Linked DNA regions of Danio rerio: region 1 is linked to region 2. The links are chromatin contacts, called in public Hi-C maps. All regions are on one chromosome and are shown on one strand. Each heading gives the region's core, a stretch centred on a gene start, on an enhancer-like site or on the middle of the called end of the contact. The rest is flanking DNA. Distances are from core to core; before and after follow the strand shown. Region 1 overlaps foxp4 (forkhead box P4). Region 2 holds the start of ikbke (inhibitor of nuclear factor kappa B kinase subunit epsilon).

Region 1 (6,919 bases), core at 4,386-6,885, 690 kb after region 2:
TGGAGGGTGCATCGTTTCTTATTTTTTTGTGTTCAAAGATAGTTTTTTTTTGACTCCCACTGTTATGATGGTGTGGCACCACATTGTCACTTCCCCTTGGTAGAATGTGCACTTAATTGGTTGTGTGTGTCTGCGAGATGGTTGCGGGGCGGAGGAACGGGTTTGAGATGGAGAGATACGCTCTCCGTCTGAGCCGTACAATCTTTTGTGCTCATCATCACGTGCGCTCTTTTAATTAGAAAGCAGGTATAAGATTTATGCCATTATTAAAGGCTGTTTATATCAGGTCTTCGCTATAATTGCATTTCCAGCAATGACAGCGACGCGCCGGTGATTTCGGTTAAGATACCTACGCCGTAGAGTTGGGGAAGGGACTGGGAAACTGACTGACTTTTTGGTCTCTTTCTTTTTTCCCCTGCATGTGCTGTTGTTGCGGTTATTCAGAATGCTGTGCGCCATAACCTGAGTCTGCACAAGTGCTTTGTGCGGGTCGAGAATGTTAAGGGTGCTGTTTGGACTGTGGATGAAGTGGAATACCAAAAGAGGAGACCACCAAAGATGACCGGGTACGTAGACTTCAAGGGGTAGGTCTACCAAGAAATGGGATATCAAACATTGAATGACTATCCGCTTGTTACGTTTGACGTCAGGCAAAGCGGCTTCCTGGTCCAATTGCGCTATCAAACTGTATGAGGAGACTCGACAAATTGTAATAATAAACGCTTGTAAAACTTTCGAAAATCACGATCGCTATATATATATATATATATATATATATATATATATATATATATATATATATATATATATATATATATATATATATATATATATATATATATATATATCCATATATATATATATATATATATATATATATATATATATATATATATATACATGCCTAATATTTGATGACCAAAAAGTTGGATTAGTACAAATATTTTCTCGATTCAAATAACTAGCGGCTTGGACCCGGAAACAGTTTACCATATATTACTGATTACGACTTCACGACTTAACAAGTGGAGTGGATACAGCACCTATAGAAAATCCTCACACCCCTTTGAAATAGTTACTTTGTTTGTTGTACAGCCTGAAATCTGATCACATTCCAAATAACTTTTGCACCCTTTGAAATGTTTTTGTAGCCTTTTCCTAATCTGTGACTTTCTACAGCATTATCCTGAAGGTTTTTTTTAAGCAGTAAAGGGGTATGGTGATTTTTTATAGGCACTGTATATTTGATGAATTTTCAATTGTATAATAAAACTGAATGCTGGCTGTTACTGTAAAGTAAACACAATTTAATGCAATTGAGTTGGTCCAACATAATTTTATCAAATAAAAGTTTAAATAAGTTTTAATTAAGTATATTTAACTTAAACTCAAGGTCTGATAACATCATGTATGTCATAATGTGTCATACATATGTCTCTTAGTTTTATTTGAAGTTATCCTAAATGAACTAAAAGAGCCATTTTAAAGAGTTACATATATAGTTGATTGTGATTGAGCCCAGAACTCATTTTAGGACAGTTGTTGCTCACCGAGCAAAGCAACAAACTGCATTTTTGCTAATTAAACTGCAAACACCCTAAGCATGGGTGCTTTTGTAAGGTGGTAATCTCAAAACTCAAAGCATTACATGAAAATCTTCTAAATCTTCAAACTTAAGTGAATATTAAACTATAAGAAGTCTTTCTATTAACTTTAAACATCTAAGATTACTTTTATCGTCAACATTTGCCTCTTCATTTAATCCCATGCAAAGGATGCTGGGAACTACAAATCCCCTATCCAGGTAGTTGGACCAACACAATTCCTTCACCTTGTCCCGCCACACAAAACGCCTAAATTAGCTTAATGGCTTACAAATTAAAGTGGACTGAACATAAAACAAAGGAATCGGCCAAAGAAATAACAAGAATTGTGCGGTTTCAGCTCATTTTAAACAGGTAGTTTGAACAAACAGCAGTAATCATTTTTTTTAAAATGTGGTCTTCTGTATATATAATTAATTCTTGTTTATTTTACAACTTATAACCATGTATGTCATGCACAGATATAATGTTAATGTATAAATCTATTATCTGTTTATCTATAAAGTATGGCCAATATTCATATGTAGATAATGCACTTGGTCGAAAACAGTCGAATATATAAAATTTATGAGAGAAATAAGACAAAAACAAAATTATTTATCTAAAACATAACGTAATGTCATACTAGGAAATATAGGAATGTCCTTTTACTTTTTTTTACTGGAAAAATATTTATTACATCATCATTTTTATCAATTTTAACCCTTTGATGCACTACATAGGTTTAGAGTGTCCCATCTCAGTTTATTTTTTCTATATTTATTTTATAGCTTGTGCATCAAAGGGTTAAATTAAATGTACTGAAGTGATTCTATTGAGTGCTTGTGTACAAATAGCCTCATTTTAAAATCATTTTATTTTCTTTAAATGTCAAAATATAGGTCAGATTTGGTTTAATCGCTAAGTCTATTTTTTTTTGTGAAAATGCAGCTCATTTCCTTAATAAAAATGCAAGTACATTCTACATCTTATTCAAAATCATATACCTATATAAACATTTTAAATACATGCTCAAGTTTGATCTAAAGCTAAACATTTTGTTTTCATTCTTTCCACAAGTAATCCCAAAAAATGTACTTTTTCACTAAATAAGCTTAAATTAATAATGTCATATTTAGGGAGCTTTCATCAGGTTTGATAATGAATTCAAACAGTTGGGTTAACACTCTAACCTTGCTTCAATATAGCATGATATAAGTAGCCTTACAGACCGAAACAGCAGACAGTTTGATGTCATACTAGTCAAGCCAACCTGTAAAACCCTGGATTAAAACTTCCCTCTTTAAGTGAACACTATTTATTGAGTGAAAGTCCCCAAAACATGCTTTTATTTCTGTAGCTAAAGCATGAGCTTGTAGGTCTGCTCTGTAAGTGAGGCTATAATCGTTATTGGCATGTATGATTACCCTAATGGGCTTCCCATCATTACCCTATTACTGACTCTCTAGTCAAAAGCACAAAGGTCTCTTTTGTGCCTCCCCTGCTTGTGTTTGGCAGTGCGCGCGTGCATGTGTGTGTGTGTTTGTGCGCCTGTGTGTTTTTCCCTTCTGTGTCTACACTGTTTAGGGTACATTGTGAGCAGATGCACTGCAAAAAAGCTTGCCTGCTTGCATTTGTACAAACAGATGTTACACGCCGTCTCAAGCTCTGCCAGAGAGACGACGGCAAATTACCCAGCCGACGGCCTGCACACCACATTACAGTGTGTGTGCGTGTGTGCAGTATATGCTGTGTCAGAATGCATGTGTTAGTCTCTATTGTTTAACTTTTCTATTTATCTCTTGTAAACAGAATAGTGCCTCAGCATTTTTCACAGGTTAAGGAGGGTTTTTTATCCACAGTTTGGTCTGGTGTGTTATGTTGAAATCCAGCGCATCTAATTCATCATCTTTTTTCTTTTCTTTTTGCTCCCAGAAGCCCCACTCTTGTGAAAAATATGATTTCTGGACTGGGATTTGGCTCACTGAATGCCAGCTATCAGGTGAGACTCTTACTTTTGAAAACTTTTTGTAAAATGTAGAACGTCTAGTTTGAGAGTTAATGATTCCTTCCTTTTCAGTAATTTGATCGAACTGATGTACAATGTAAATCACTGTAAATGATTCATTGATGAACTGGTTGGGATCTGAATGATTTTACTTAATAGTTATTGCAAACATTGGAAAAGATAAATGGAAAGATTTTTTGAGAATGTAATTTTATATTTTTCTCTAAGATATAAATTTGGGCTACTATTTTTTACTATTATTGTAATTTATTTTGTTAGATGAGCTCCAGATTTGGCTTCAGGACCGTATTATCCAATGTATATGCACAAATATAATATTGTATCCTATAGAAAATGTTAATTTAACTGAGAGATCTGTGGGGGTGTACTCATATATGCTGAGCACTGTATATGTATGTATGAACTATTTATTTATTCATGTTCATTTATATTCATTATTAGATTTTTTATTATATCTGTTTATATTTTTTACACTTGGACTTGTATTTATTTACTAATAAATAAATAAAAAAATTTAAAAAATATTATGGAGAACAAAACCTACAAAACATAAACAAATAAATCCACAAATTCCTGCATAAATAAACAATAAATAAATAAATATGCAAATAAATAAATAGATGTATATGTAAATCTACAAATTCCTGTATAAATAAAATAATAAATAAATAAATAAATATATGCATATATAAATATACAAATTCCTGCATAAATAAATATATAAATAATTAAAAGTACATAATAAAAAATGGGGGGTTGGGGGTTATATTTATTTATTTATTTCCATATTTATTTATTTTTTTTATTTATTTTTGCAGGAATTTGTGGATTTAATTATTAATTTATTTATTCATTTGCATGTTTTTGTCCTCTATAAAATATGACATAACATGTAAAATAACATTACAAATGACATTTACCATTAAAAAATAATAAACAACAGAATACAGTGAAATTGAATATATTGGTTATGAACTTTAAACTTTTGGGTAAATTCAAAATAGAAATGTATAGTTTCCTTTTTACCCAATATTCACTTTTTTGCATTCAAAATATTAATTTTAAGTAAAAAATCTGCCTTTTCATATTCTGATTTGTGATTGCGGTATTTTTGGTCTGGTTCATAGTCTGATCTGATTGATTTGTTATTGAGTCGATCCAAAATAAAATAAGTATGAAAAAAAAAATCTACATTTCACCCATTACTTTGGCATCAGCATTTCTAAACTATAATTCATGAAAGCTCTTAAATATTTTGTCTACTAAACATCAGCTAGAACTTGACATCTGAAATGTGAGCCGAACAGTCTTATAAGTTTATTTCAGTCATTTATTCTTGAATCTCCAAATCATTTTACAGCTCCTGGAAAAGAAAAGAAAAAATGTGAGAATCCTGCACAGATCAAGCACACAAGGGCACTGATAACAATTTCTTCCTCTAATTAGCTGCTTCTCCCAAACCTCCTCCGTTCTCCTCCCTCCATCGCACACGCAGCCATATGTGATTTATAGCGTCAAATATTTGTCAATGAAGGTCACAGCATAAAATTAGTGTCTGTCCTAGAAAATCTCCTGAATCCACCGGTGTCACCGCAACTCTCGTTCGGAGCGTTCGCAGCCCTGCTCTGAGTTTGTGCGTTTGTGTTTTCTCTGTGTGTGTGTGTGTTTTTTTTCCCTGTGTGACGAGACAGAGATGGATATGGGAGGTTAGCCTTTGTTAGCTTGCGTCCTGGTCTGGGTGTGTGTGTGTGGGTTTGTGTATGTGTGTGAGTGTGTGTGTGGCGCTCTGTCAGGTCTGTGCCCATCCATCTCCTCTCAGGACAAGCAGTGTCAGCGGCTGACAAACAAACAGCCCAGCTAATCACAGGCCAACACACATACACGCACACACACACACACACACACACACACACACACACACACACACACACACACACAGACACACACACACACACACACAGTTTCTCCGGCCTGGCCCAGTTTGTCCCACTCTGACCCTGCAGGCCATCTCTATGGAAATGGAACTGCTCATCCTGAAAAGGCCACACATAAACTAGCCTTTAACAAAAGAGCAGACACACAGTGTGCACAACAACAGCCTGACGAAGTGTGAGAGAATGATGTCTATCTGCTGAGTTTGTGTGTGTTTTAGATGGCAGTGTTAATCATACTTTTAGGGTAAATGTAACTAATTTTTATTAAATATTTGTTAATATTTACTTCCCCATTTGTTTAATAGCATTAAGAATTAAAAAAGTATGCATTACAAGTTTATAAAAATGTTGTTTTAATATGCAAATTATGGATTGGAATTAAATATGTACTTATTTAAAATCTGAATATTAGATCAGTCTGGTTCTTTATTATTTTTTTATGCATTAGAGTCAAAGGATTTTACAGAGTGTATAGTGGGATATTTTATCACTCCATAATTCAGAAAGAACTATGAACAGCTGGAAACAAAATTTAGAATAATAAATAAAATATACTTTTAGTCACTTTATGTATGGACAAATCTGTGTGTAAAATGCTTTAGAATACAGATATGAGCAAAACAAATTCACCTGCGCTGTTCATCTGAATTTAGTTAGTTAAGTTTTAGTTTATTTTAGTTTAAAACAAAAAATAGGCCTCATTTAGTTGACAACAGTTAAACTGTGCGTGAGCCTGATCATCTTTCTTGCCACCACTTGCTCTCTCTACAGAATCACTATGAATTTGCCTTTAACAATCTATTCTTGTCCTGTCTTTCTTTCTGTCAGCTCTCTCTCTCTCTCTCTCTCTCTCTCTCTCTCTCTCTCTCTCTCTCTCTCTCTCACTCTCTCTCTCCCTCTCTCTCTCTCTCTCTCTCTCACTATAATGAACTACATTTCATTAAGATGTCTAAATTAAGATATCCGAATGTATCATTTCCTTGAATAGATTTGTTATATTTTACTTGTACCCTTTTATTAATATAAATACAAAATATATATTGTGTTTTCTTAAATTTGTATCATCGTCATATGATTTGCATTGGGTAAAATAAACTAAATTAAAAATAAATATTTTATGAATTAAATATTACATATTTTTACTTTGTTTTAATTTAATATTTACTAAATAAAGAGTTCAAAGAATCAAATGGGTATTACCAAAAAAAATAATATGCTAAAACACTTATCATAACATATATACACACATTCAGTGGGTTAAAGATGTAGAGCACCAGAGTGTGTGTGCGCGTGTGGGGTTGTATATGTGTGAATGTGGTATCAGTGATCGTTCTGCACTGTTATATGGAAGTAAGGAGACCCCTAGTGGTGAA
Region 2 (6,811 bases), core at 4,300-6,799:
CGCTTACACACTCAACAGCACAGTATATTAATGTAGTGTCATCCCAAATAGAACACTAATGTTTTTTTGCTAAGCGGAAATTCAATCCATTTCCCTGATGACATTTGACGGTTGCCAAATTTGTTAAATAAATGACCAAAATACCTAACAATACTTGCCATGAGTTTAAACACATTGACCATCGGGAGGCGCTATAATTACTCTTGTGAGAGAATTTTGCTTATACAATCCAAAATAAATAAAGTAATCCAACATGTGCGCCCGAAAGCTCCGCCCTTTCCGCTGGTGAGCAAAACTGCGGTCGTTTAATGCATGAAGTGTCCATCATTACAGACTTCATTTTACCGGGTTTCAGTGTGAACGCACTACTTACACTATTTTTACTACAAAATGGCGTAAAACAGTGCATAAGTATGCGATTTGGGACACACCTATTTTGCTTCCACAGATCATTCTTGAGATGTTTCAGCAGCTTAATTGTTGTTTACATGTGATAAATTCAGTTGATTGGACATGATTTGAAAAAGGCATACACCGGTCTATACGAGTTCCCAGGGTTGACAGTGCATGTCAAAGCACAAACCAAGCATGAAGACAAAGGAATTGTCTGTAGACCTCCAAGACAGGATTGTCTCATGGCACAAGGCTGGGGAAGGTTACAGAAAAATTATGCTGCAATGAAAGTTCCAATGAGCACACTGGCCTCCATCATCCATAAGTGGAAGGTGTTTGGAACCACCAGGACTCTTTCTAGAGCTGGCCGGCCATCTAAGCTGAGTGATCGGGGGAGAACGGCCTTAGTCAGGGAAGTGATCAATAACCCGATGGTCTGAGCTCCAGAGGTCTTCTGTGGAGAGAGGAAAACCTTACAGAGGGACAAACCTCTGTGCAGCAATCCATCAATCAGCCCTGTATGGTAGAGTGGCCAGACAGAAGCCAATCCCCGTCTGAAATTAGCCAAAAGGCATCTAAAGGACTCTCAGACCATAAGAAACAAAATTCTTTGGTGTGATGAGACTAAAATTGAACTGTTTGAAGTGAATGCCAGACATCACGTTTGGGGAAAACCAGGCACCACTCATCACCAGGCTAATAGCATCCCTACAGTAAAGCATGGTGGTGGCAGCATCATGCTGTGGGGATGTTTTACAGCAGCAGGAACTGGAAGACTAGTCAGGATGGAGGGAAAGATGAATGCAGCAATGTACACAGAGACATCCTGAATAAAAACCTGCTTCAGAGAGCTCTTGACCTCAGACTGGGGCGACGGTTCATCTTCCAGTACAATGATCCAAAGCACACCATCAAAATATCAATGGAGTGGCTTCACAACAACTCAGTGAATGTCCTTGAGAGGCCCAGCCAGAGCCCAGACCTAAATTCAATTGAACATTTCTGGAGAGATCTGAAAATGGCTGTACACCAGGGGTCTCAAACTCGCGGCCCGCGGGCCATTTGCGGCCCTCAGTGCAATATTTTGTGGCCCGCGCCGACCGCTGTACACTGACAGAATCAGCGGAGCGGGGAGAAAGAGCGCTCACCGCTGATTCTATCCGTACATAGCGGTCACTGGCATTCCCCGCCCGCCGTGTAAACAAAGGAGCGGGGATGCCGGTGATGTCACCACGCACCCCGCCCCTTTGTTAGACGCTGTGACGGGCGGGAAGAACCAAGGTAAGCTGTTCCCGCCCCTGCCTGCCACTTAGCTACAGCCTGCATCTTACAGGGCTCGACATTGCGACCATTTTGGTCGCATATGCGGCCGAAAATTAATCTATTAGTGCGACTACTGATAATGGTTGTAGTGCGATCTGTTTTGATTTTTTCTAAAAACGTGCTGAATCGCTCTTCCCTGCCGCTATATTGATTCATATTAACTGTCAATCACTCAAGGTATTCCGCTGTCAGATGACAGGGAAGGAGCTTTTATGACCACGGGAAATGCAAACGGCAGAAGAGTAAAAACTTAAAGCACACAGGTTTGCAAACCCCACCTAAAGTTGAGGCGCAGATGAGAGCGATCATGACACGTCACGTGGTGAATAATGATCCGCCAGCTGAGATCAATCGAGTACGCGCTTCATGGAGAAAGCGCCCGAATCTCCATGCGTTGCATTCACTGCGTGTCCAGCGCAAATGTCCGCTAAAAGTCAAATCTAATACTGTACGTGTCATCGCCAAAGAAGCTCGCCTTTACTAAGTTTACACTGAAACTGCAGCTCATAACAAACAGCGGTATTGCGCCGGTGGTCACCCACCGCAAGAATCTTGCGCTGCCTGCTCATAAATTGGGTCGGCTGACTCAAAAAAATGAAGATCATCTCAGACTGAACCTTTAAATTGACACAAACTGAAACCAAATCTTTTAAAGAGTGATAGAAGTGAGACTTTACTTTCTTTCTTTTGTCTATTCTTTTTTGAGGTGTATATTATTTTTATATTTATTTACTGATGACTGCTTTGCAGCTTTCATCATTGAATTGAATGATTTATTATAATCTTCTGTTTGTTTTGTAGCAGAAATATTATTTATTAAATTGACATGCATATAAAAACAGCAGTACAAAATCAATATTTCTTACTGCAATGCTTCAGTTTGGTTTGATGCAAACTATACGATTATTTTTCATAAAGTAACAGACTTTTTATAGCAGATAACCTACATTCATGCACATTCAAGGCAGTATCATAATGAGAAATGTAATTCATTTTTACTATTATTGTCATTTTCATCATCACTAATATTCTATAGCCTAATTATTAGACATTCATTTTGGAATTATTGCACACAAATATCAATGTCTTCGCAGCATTAGGTAGATAGTTGTTTTTGGTTTTTGTCAGTCCTATTGATGTTGTTTTAAAATACAATAAATCCCTTAAAAAGCAATTTGTAGCGGTGCTCAATCATTTTTGGTGGGTGCTCCTAAATTTTTTCTGGTGCTCCTAAATTTATTTTGGTGCTCCTAAATATTTGAAGTTTGGAGCACCGGTGCTACCATGTAAAAAAGTTAATTTCGAGCCCTGTCTTATATATATTATAGGTAAATACAGACTGGTACAGACTGATGTGACTGGAGTGGGGTGGGGGTGTTTTATTTATACATATATACGCCTTTTTTTTAGGTGAGGGAATGGAAGTTTTGAGTGAGTTCCCCCACTTTTTTCCCTAGGACTTGGCCTTTTTGGGAGCACATATTTGTGTGAGAAGTTATTCTTCACCTTGAACTTCAATAAGTCAAAGTACAGGTCTAGACTTAATGATGATCATCTTCAAGCCATACTGAGGGTCTCAACTGCTTCCGCTCTAAAGCCAAATGTGGTTCAGATTTGTGAGAAGAAGCGCTGTCAAGTCTCTGGCAGCAAGGAGTAGGCAAAAGATGCCATGTTCAGAAGAACTGTTCATAATCTTCACTAAATGTTCTATTAATGCTCAGGACACTTCATGTTCAGAAGAAATAATTAAAACTGTTAATAATGACATTTGAGGACTTTTTTTTTGTGAAATCCCTTATGCGGCCCAGCCTCACCCAGACTTTGCCTCCTGCGGCCCCCAGGTAAATTGAGTTTGAGACCCCTGCTGTACACCATCGCTTCCCATGCAACCTGACAGAGAAGAATGGGCAAAAATTCCCAAAGACAGAAGTGCCAAGCTTGCGGCATCCTATTCAAAAAGACTTGTGGTTGGAATTGCTGCCAAAGGTGCATCAACAAAGTTTTGAGCAAAGGCTGTGAAAACTTATTTACATGTGATTTTTCAGGTTTTTTGTTTTTAATAAATTTGCAACAATTTCAAAAAATCTTTTTTCACATTCTTATTATGGGGTGTTGTGTGTAGAATTTTGAGGAAATAATTTAATTGAATCCATTTTGGAATAAGGCTATAACATAAACAATTGTGGGAAAAGTGAAGCGCTATAAATAATGCACTGCACATCACCAATCAGAGAATTATTCTCAACATACTTAAATATTTAGAATATGAATCATTTAGAATAAGCTTGAAATATATTGTATCTTTACATTAAAAATCTACTAATGACTAGTTTTCTGGTTGTCTTTGTTCATGGCTTAAAATGTTTTAACAGACTAAAAAACCTTCGGTAAAAAATACTGCTCAAAAAGTAGCCTAAAAAATTGAGTAGTCTGATGAACACTTACACCTCACACAAACTTTTTCCATACCCCTCACTGCATGCCATCAAGATGTAGATTGTACTGCACTTTAACCAAATCCTTACTCAAAACAATATTGCCTACAATAATTTTCTACAGTCAAACTATGTGTTTGCCTTATTCCAAAATGGATTCAATTAAATTATTTCCTCAAAATTCTACACACAACACCCCATAATAAGAATGTGAAAAAAGATTTTTTGACGGTGTACTTGTTTATCTGTGCCTACGTGTGTGTAATGTGTGTTTTTCTTAGCGCATTCATTGTCATTCCAGGCATCTGTTGTCTTTTATGTATTACTGTCAGCATTGCTAATTGTACATTGTTTTGTTCATTGGAGTATGTTGTATTTATGCACTGTCTGGAGCCAGCATAAGGTTTTCACTCATCATAGTACACGTGCTGCTGATGATGTGACAACAAAAGTGATTTGATTTGATTTAACAGAAGTTTGTGGTAACTGTTTTTAGGCAGACTGATAACCATGTGTAGAATCACAGTATTACTACAAATGCTTTGATTAAACTATGGTAAGGGTCGCATAACCACAGTGTGTTCGGCTACCATGTTGTGTTACTTCTTTATTTAAAGTAAATTCTGCTCAAAAGAGTATTAAATTATCCACATTATAAAGTATTTAAACATTTAAGACACTTTTCATGACGAATCTTAGTCAAATCAAAATTAGTTATTAGCTAAGCTAGCTATTTGACTATCTCTAGTTCAATTTCCCTTCAGATTGAATACATAACTGAGCTCTGGTAATATGTAAATTATGCTGTCAGTGAACTTCTCGTTAGTTTCTGTTTATAATTAGCCAATTGTAACATCAAATAGAGTTTTAAGGTTATTAAATAATATTTAGGTGCTAAAATAAGGCAAACACAATCAAAATAAACATGTCTCTCATCCAATTAAAAAGTGAATTACGTTACGTTACCGTTTTATTCCTGAACTTAACACTTCTCTTAAACACAACAGTCAGAGCAGAAGAGTCGAATAAAGTCCACTTCCTTCCTGTATGACCTAAAAGCAGATTAATCATATTTTGTAAAAAATAAACATGTTTCTTAAATGTAATGTTAACGTACTTATTAGGGAAAACGTGTCAACTTACAATAGCGTTAAGAATTTCCCCTTCGCACCATCATCATCATCATCATCGTCGTCGTCATTATTCTGACTGACCGACAACAGAAAACTACAAAAAACAATCAACTAACCATTTGTGTGTTTGATGGCGACGCATTTTCCTCTTCAATCCAAACTGAGTTATTGTACAAACTTTTTACACCTGCAGTCCTCAGACTGAAGTAAAGAGAGCAGCTTGACGGAAACTCAGCAGCAACTTTCCTTTCATTGCTGTCAGGAACTTCCTTGTTGGGCGTCTGTGTGTGTTTTTGCTCTCACAAGATTACTTAATCTTTAAAATGTTAACAAGGAAAACATAGCAAGGAGAAATATTCTTTTTGTAGGTCATATCTTTAGTTTTAAGGGTAAACTATAAACCATTAGCGCACATTATTAAATATGACAGAATTTTTTTTTAAAGTATATCGCCCTCTGGTGAAAAACATCTAGAATGGAAAGTTTGACCAGGATTTGCATATTGAAGGTATTTACGTACAGTTCTTCCTGGATTTCTGTAGAACAAAAACGAGGGCTGGACTGGAAAAGACCCCACATTTCCCAAGCACTGATAAAGATTACAGATTTAATCTAATGATTAAGATTTTCGACCCATTAAAAATATATGTTTAACCCATAATTGAGTAAGGGGTGGTTCTTTTTTTTCTCAAAAAGTGGACCTTTTTGCAGTTATACGCCTCAGTTTCTAGTTAACTATGAGATTTAAATACTGCATTTTAGTGAATTTTATTTTATTTTTATTTATTTTATTTATTTATTTTTTGCTGGATTAGCTAGTCAAATGTCATCATAACCACACTTTTTGATGTACTAAAATATTTCCTAAAACATTGCAGTTAAAAAAATTAAACAAGACTAAATTTTAAAATATACATTTTTTTCCATCTTATATTATTAGGAAAAAATAGCAATCTGTTAAAGTTTTAAAGTAAAAAAAAAAACAAAACTGTAGCCTACTTTCATTTATTAGACAAAAAAAAAACTGACTGGCCAGCACATTTAACTGTCCTCAGTCACAATTTGGCCATTTAATTTTTTTTTTTAAAAACATAATAATAATAATAATAATAATAATAAAGTTATAATAAATTCTTTAGAGTTTTTCTAGTATCTTTGGTAAAAAAGTACATTTGAAAATTCCTGGATATCAACAACAGCCAAAATATAGTCAAATTAGTTTAATGTGGTCAGCTTCTGGTGCTTCACACCTTTTTATTGCTCATTTTTATTTCGGAAAAAAACTCCAAGATTTAGTATAAAATTAGGCTACCTCTAAGATGTTTTCTATGTTTAAAAACAATACAGTAGTGAAAGAAAACCTCTTATATCAGATTATAGTCCCACCGAAGCAACAGCCGACAGAAGAGTCCGTCTGGTCTAAAAGCCTTTATTGATAGATTATTTTCATTATTTATGATGGCATAGCAGTCAAAATAGGACAAATGTGCTCATGTATGGGACAAATGTTCTGGACCTTCGTCAGTG

Evidence for each region. A called contact is a pair of places that touch in the nucleus more often than the background predicts.
Region 1: a Hi-C map of an unstated tissue shows a contact between it and region 2, with 3 times the contacts expected there. The contact joins the enhancer-like site here to the promoter of ikbke in region 2. A contact is called at or near these places in 2 of 18 Hi-C or Micro-C datasets (caudal fin and an unstated tissue).

What each region holds. Positions count from the first base shown.
Region 1 is chr11:24,185,881-24,192,799 of GRCz12tu, forward strand. foxp4 (forkhead box P4) reads left to right here. Exons shown (of 18, transcript NM_001199491.1): 15 at 445-566; 16 at 3,519-3,585. Among named protein-coding and RNA genes, the nearest start is that of mdfi, 27 kb to the right of the region's middle. Within about 2 kb of position 5,636, at least 17 of the 62 cell types and tissues checked have an H3K27ac peak or open chromatin away from gene starts, as enhancers often do.
Region 2 is chr11:23,493,605-23,500,415 of GRCz12tu, forward strand. It overlaps ikbke (inhibitor of nuclear factor kappa B kinase subunit epsilon), which reads right to left and starts at 5,550. Exons shown (of 22, transcript NM_001002751.2): 1 at 5,401-5,550; 2 at 5,118-5,203.